Regions from separate parts of the Anser cygnoides genome. Here region 2 is linked to region 1. The links are chromatin contacts, called in public Hi-C maps. All regions are on one chromosome and are shown on one strand. The core of a region is the stretch at or near the end of the contact, and the rest is flanking DNA. Distances in the headings are between cores, read along the strand shown.

Evidence for each region. A called contact is a pair of places that touch in the nucleus more often than the background predicts.
Region 2: a contact with region 1 is called in a Hi-C map of liver, with 1.8 times the contacts expected there. The contact joins two enhancer-like sites. A contact is called at or near these places in 5 of 7 Hi-C or Micro-C datasets (fetal liver, granulosa cells and liver).

Annotation. Positions count from the first base shown.
Region 1 is chr2:59,067,255-59,070,519 of Taihu_goose_T2T_genome, forward strand. No RefSeq gene overlaps it. Among named protein-coding and RNA genes, the nearest start is that of SEC61G, 42 kb to the left of the region's middle. Within about 2 kb of position 1,312, at least 2 of the 3 cell types and tissues checked have open chromatin away from gene starts, as enhancers often do. A contact at or near this core is called in liver, where this site is marked.
Region 2 is chr2:59,268,953-59,272,111 of Taihu_goose_T2T_genome, forward strand. The region is part of intron 1 of EGFR (epidermal growth factor receptor); the gene reads left to right. Among named protein-coding and RNA genes, the nearest start is that of EGFR, 95 kb to the left of the region's middle. Within about 2 kb of position 1,574, at least 1 of the 3 cell types and tissues checked has open chromatin away from gene starts, as enhancers often do. A contact at or near this core is called in liver, where this site is marked.

The DNA.
Region 1 (3,265 bases), core at 62-2,561:
AAGATCATTTGGGGCTGGACAGATTCATCCTACACCTGCCAGTTGACAGACTTGTCCCGAGGACAAGATTTCAAAATCTACCTCAGATCGTGCTTCTCTTGTTTTAAATACAGAATACCAAATCCTGCTCCCAGCAAGATCAGTCTCATTGTGCATTTCAGCTGGATCAGGATTTTTCCTGCAGATTCTTCTGAATACCCAGTAAGCAACACACCTCACCAATGTGTGAAAGGCTGAAGTGTTCGTTGAGTACTGATTACCAGTTCCTTTTCATCCTCAACACTAGATGCATCTTACATGTTTACATGACTATAGCTGCCACACTGATCCAAAGAACTTTTTGTAACACTCTTGTCAACTAGGAATATTACCATCACTATGCTAAAACAGAGAGATTCAGTGATTTGCTTAAAACCCAGAGTGAATCTACTGCAACGTGTGCACCCTGTGTGTCTATGAGTCTCAGGCAGGCATCGTAAACACTGACTCATCCCTGTCTGCTAGATCAGCCTGCAAAGAATAAATAATAATGTAAAAATTATAAGAGAGTAACTATCACTAAGTATAAGAGGAAAAGATTAGAAAGCTCATTGCCTTAAACATGCAACAAATAACGTTCTGATTTTAGTATGGTACCATCTCATAGAAAAGCAGTAGCTCCAGTGTAAGAAAGGTAAAGAAAGTGTAGTTCTAGAATGTCATCCTCTCCAAATAAATGCTGAGTATTTGGGAAATGCTTTCTGATCCTGAAGTGCCTGCCTTAGTAATCCCTCAGATAATGTTGGTTGTTTGATCAAGGCTTCACATTGTGGAGCTTGTTTTTACAGAGCATATTCTGAGTTTGGTTCTTTTTAAGTTACAGATACAGTGAAAAAAGACCCCAGAGAATACAATGAAACTTCAACGCTCAGCAAAATGAAGCGTGTAGTTACAGTAAGAGATGTGGTCATGCAGCATCATACCTGTGTTTTGGCAGGTGTGATGCTTAGTGCTGTGTCTGAATGCAGGTATTATCATTCAGCGTTTGCAGAAGCTCTGTGTTGCCTCAACACAGCCACAACATGCCCATTCCATGCAAATCTTCATGGTGGGGCATGAGCATATCACAAGTGAATTGCAATGTGAAGCTAAGGTAAACAACGGAATCCCTGAGCCTGAAGCAATGCTAAGAGTGTAGCAAGAATTAAAGAGGATTTGGTGATTATATGGAACATAACAGCATCCATTGTCAGATCATTTTATTCCTTATTGAAAGGATATAAGCTCTCATTCATTGTGGCATGAGCCAGCTGCCAACAGTTGGACATTAAAAAAAGAACTTTTCTAAATGTAGATGTTCCCTTTGGAATATAAAATGAGATTTTGTTGATGTTGGCTGCTTTGTGTCAGGAGACTGGGCCAGAAGAGTTGCTTCTGCTTTGCAGTTCTCCTGTGATTTCTATGGCCTGCTCCGAGTTTCAAAGGAAGGTTACTGAAAAATTATTTATTGAAGATAATTATTTATTTAAGATATATAATTTTATAAAATTATTTATTGAAAAAATATTGAAAAGGCCGTTAAAGATTTTGTTGTTGTTGTTGACTCTTTTTGTTGCCTGCCGGTTTAATCTGGTTTAATCTGTTGGTCCCTTCATTCCACTCCTTCTCCATCTTTCCTTTAATCTCACTGTGTACTCTGTTACTCATCCCCTGTGTCTGAAGGCCACTCACAAGCTGACTGTACTTTGCCTGTGACTCGCAGGTCAGTCACCTGCACAAAACTAAGCTGTCCTTGGGGCTGGGGAAATGACAGAGTGGCCTGAGCCAGACAGCCCTGGGAGATGAGTAAACTCCTGCAAATGAACTTTCTCCTGTGTGACTCGTGTAATGTGTACGTGTGGGCTTTATGGAAGCCATGAACAAACCAAAATTAGAATTAAAAAAAAAAAAAAAGGCAACAAACAAAAACACTCATGAATGTGCCAATAAATCAAAGTTCCTGAGGTCTTTGTTTACCTTGAGCCTCAGCACACAGAGATTGCCAATTTAACTCAAGAGGAATTGAAGTCCTCAACCATATGTTGTTCGTGGCTCTAAGACCAGAAGATAATGATCGTTGTGATGCACAATGGCATGTGCTCTCATGGCTAGTGGGCAAAGTCCTGTGTGATCTGATATGATGTAACAACACAGGAAAAGCCCAGAGGCAGCAAAGGGACTATCTGGGGGTTTCCTGTGAATGTGCAGAAGACTTTTGTCCTTTAAGGGTTGCTCAGTCAAGACATCTTTCTTTAAAGTAAGCAGGGTCTCAACTCATGAATCATGGCATACATCTTGGAATTTTACTGGCCGGTCACTGAAGCTATGAGCTATCAAGTTTCCAGTATCTGTTCTTTTAAATATCTACAAATGCTCTCTGGCAGCAGGGATAACCAGTGTACTGTTTACAGTGTCTATAGTGACTGGAAAGGTGACCTATGAAATGCTGTTGTAGAAAGAGAATTTCTTGTAGAGACTGTGTAGTCTTCTCATTTTTCTAATTAAAAAAAAAAAAAAGTATATGCTTGTTTTGCTGAGTATGAAGAAAGTTTGGCAGAATTACAATGGAAACGTGAGGGAGATATTCAAGAGAACATAAACAATTTCACAATTTCATAAAGCAAAACAAGTTTAAATAATTATTCAGCTTAGCAAAAATAAGCAACCCTCAATGGATGCGCACAGAATTAAAAATGGGTGTCATCTTAATTTAAGGTTCTTTAGTTAAAAGTAAATTATGAACCTGTATGTAGTATGGGACTTGTACTCTTGGGAGTAGATGTTGTTTATAGGTTAATATTTGACCGAAGACTGGAGATTCTTCCACTTGGTTCTTGGTTCCATCAGAGAATTGTTCTGTGATATGGAACAGGTGCTTTGATCCAGATCCTCTGTGGTGTTTGAATGTCTCTGTGTGGATGCAGTGCAAATACAGAGCAAGAGGCAACCCTCACTGTGAAAAATGTAGACTGCCTGCTTAGCACCTTATGTAGCACAACAGCAGTTCAGAAATGAGAGAGAGGGGCCTAGTCTAATGCTGATGTCTTTGAATACACTTAATGTGCGTGCAGGCAGAAATTAATTGAGAACAAAGTGCAGCAACCACGGCTGTGGTACACACAGCCAGTACAAAAAGTACTGGGAGCTCTGTTTCCTTTGTTGTGTATAATGGTGTAGTAGTTTGAGCATTTACCTAAGAATGGAGCTATCTGCATCTCTTCCTTTCTCAGGGCAAAGGGATTTAGTC
Region 2 (3,159 bases), core at 324-2,823, 200 kb after region 1:
GGCTCATGGATGCCTCTTTCTCCCTGCTCCACACTGTGGATGCATGTCCTGATAATTGCATACGCAGCCCTGTATGATATCCCCTCTTTCTCCCAGCACTTAAACCAGAGCCTCAGAGCTCTGCAAAAACAAGGCGAAGGATTTCACTTTGATGGTGAAGACAGATGCTCTCACTTTCATCCAGGAGAGCACTTGGTCCCAGATGCCTTTGGTGGGGATAACAGCGGTCACTGTTAAGGCTGAGGAGCGCAGGAAGATGCGGCTGCCAAAGAAGTTGTTTTGACGGCAGCAGTGAAAACGCAATGCAAAAGCCATTAAGGAAGTGAGAGGGGAATTCAAGGCTGCTGCTCTCTTATAGGATAACATCTTACTGGAAGGACTGTTGAATCAAAACTGCAAACCAACCTTTTATCTGAGTTAGGAGAGGGAAATTATTCTTCTTTCTGCCAAACCCCACTGCATGGGCATACTTATGTTGAATCCAAGGCAGGTTTATAACACATGGTGGCAATAAGACTAGTGCACTCAGTCTCATTTTTCTTCTTGCTTATAACTTGTTGAAGTATGGTGAATTTGGATTTAATTAAATGGATTGTATTTAAGCCGTCCTTACATGGTGCTGCCCATGTAACTCTGGAATAATTTTGCCCCAGTCAGTGGCATTACTTTTGTTCTGCCATGGATGTAATCGAGAGCAATATCTGATTGTCCTTGAGAAAGCCATGATATGCTAATTTAAAAGTAAGGCTGGAAGCTCAGTGGATTGTGGAGAATATTAATGCACGTTGCACAAATCTCACAATTTTGCTTTATTAAGAGATAAGGTGAAGTTAATTCAGTTAACAAATAGAACTTTTTATTATGTAATTTTTCAACTCATTGGATTTCACAGATTTTCAGAAAGAACAAAATGAAAAGGTCTGATTCTGAAAGCCTGGGGCATGTGGTTCGTTTTGTGCACATTTATGCGCTTTCCTCCTCTCTCAGGGGAGAGAAAGCCTTCAAATGTGCATTTTTTCACATTCTCCTTTTAACACAGCTTGATCCTACAGATAAGCCACTATTCACTGTTATGTTATCAATGTAGATAAGTTCGTGAAATCACAGATTTGGCAGGATGTTTTCACAAACATCCTCAAATAGGGGAGCATCGTCTGGGAAAAGTGAAATGTTTTATTACAAATTGCACTCTCAGTTTAGGAAGTCTGCAATATCTGCTGAAACACCTACACCCCCCTAAGAACAATGTGAGTAAAACTGATTCTCTGTGCACTTATGGTATCATCTTCAAGTCACTTTAACATTTTTATTTTGGCTGTAACCTGCCCCACTTTCGACACCATTAACACAAAAGTTGGTTTTACCTCATTTTATTCCTTGCAATTTTTAGGCAGGGGGAGATGAGAGTATTAACCATACATGAGAGCAGATTTAGCACTGTAGGTCTGTCCCATGGACACGACAAGGGAGATAGAAGCCACCACCAACTTTGTTAGAGAAAGTGTGGGAGAGTGCCAGCGAGAAGTTAGTAAAGGATGCAGAAGTTATTGGTGCATGTGACTTCTGTTGAGCTCCAGACATATTTTGGTACTTGCTGCTCGGAAGCAGACTCTAGGAAGAAAGAAAAGAAAATAAAAACTGCTTACTAGCATCACAGTGAATTTTAAAATGTTTCCACCTACCAGTCTTTAAAACAACTTTTTTCTCCCTGAAATGCAGAAGTCTGTTAAATACCAGTATGGAAATAATACTTTTAATAAAGCCAATAACTATCAGAAAATTATGATTTTGCTGTTCCACTTACCTACCACTGATCTGCAACCAGAAATAATTAAAGAACTACTGCATGTGGAAAAAGCGTCTTATTGCTCCCCCGACCTCTCTTCCCTTGCTTGAGACAACATTTGCATTTGGCTTACTGAATAAGTTTTGTTTTTCTGATAAATATTTGGTTTGTTTGGGGGGAAAAAAAAAAAAGAGAGATAAAAAAAAAAAAACAAAAAACACCAACCATCAGGTTAATTGTGGTTAATAGTTAGCCAAACACTGACAAGTAAGTAAACAGAGCTTTACAAACAAGGCATACAGAAGACACTACTAAGTGTTTTCTGAGGTATTATATGAAGCTGATTTATCAGGTACAACTTATAGAGCCTCAGTGACAGAAATGACTGTCTGGGTTGTTTTGTTCTTTTTTTAAATCATATTTGCCCTTTAAAATTAACTTGGATTTAAAAGGCTAGCTTTCCTTACTTCTCTGTAAAGGGTGTGAGCATCAAAAAGTTGCATTGATTAAGAAATGAATCAGGTTAATTCCACAGTAAATTTTGCCACCATGAAATGTGTTACACAGTACTGGAGACACACAGGATGTCTGGGTGTACAACAAATGGTACGTGGCCAGGACAGTATCTATATGAAAGTAATTCTTGATGGAATTTCATAGACTTTAAATCCTCACTGTGAGAAACGTGTCAACTCTAGTTTTCCCAACACTTCCCAGTCACAGCATACTTGGGTCAAATTCTTATTTTAATTTAGGAGTAATACATATGTCATTAAAAACACACACACACAACAATTTAATATATAATATAATACATATGATATATTAAATTAATAAATAATTCTAAATGTCTACACAATAAAACAAGGTCTCCACATTTTCAAGGACTAAAAAAAACAACACTGCCATAGAACCATTATTCTGCTTTTGAGACCATACAGGACTTCTGTAAGTGTTTCAAAGGAGAGGAAAAATTAAACATTTCAAAGGAGAGGAAAAATTAAATGTGATAAAGTAAATGGAAAATTAGTCAAAAGGCTCAATTGCATTACCAAAGATCAGTCCTACCAGGCAGTCTTTCTTGTTGAGGTGGCAGCGTTTTTTTGTTGTTTGTTTGTTTGTTTTATTTTAGGGAGATAATTACTTACTTGGACTTCAGTAACCCAAGTAATTTAATACAACAGTGGAAGTTACTATTTATCCTGAAGGAGGTGAAGTTTAGCGTAAAAGTTCAAACTTGGATAAATAGCTGATTAAAGAGGACACAACAGATTGTATCAGGAGAGGTTTAGAAATAGGTGTCTACTGGGTATCCTTAAGAATTGTTCTTGGGACATGTCTAATTAAATATCTTCATTAAGGATCTTGGCACA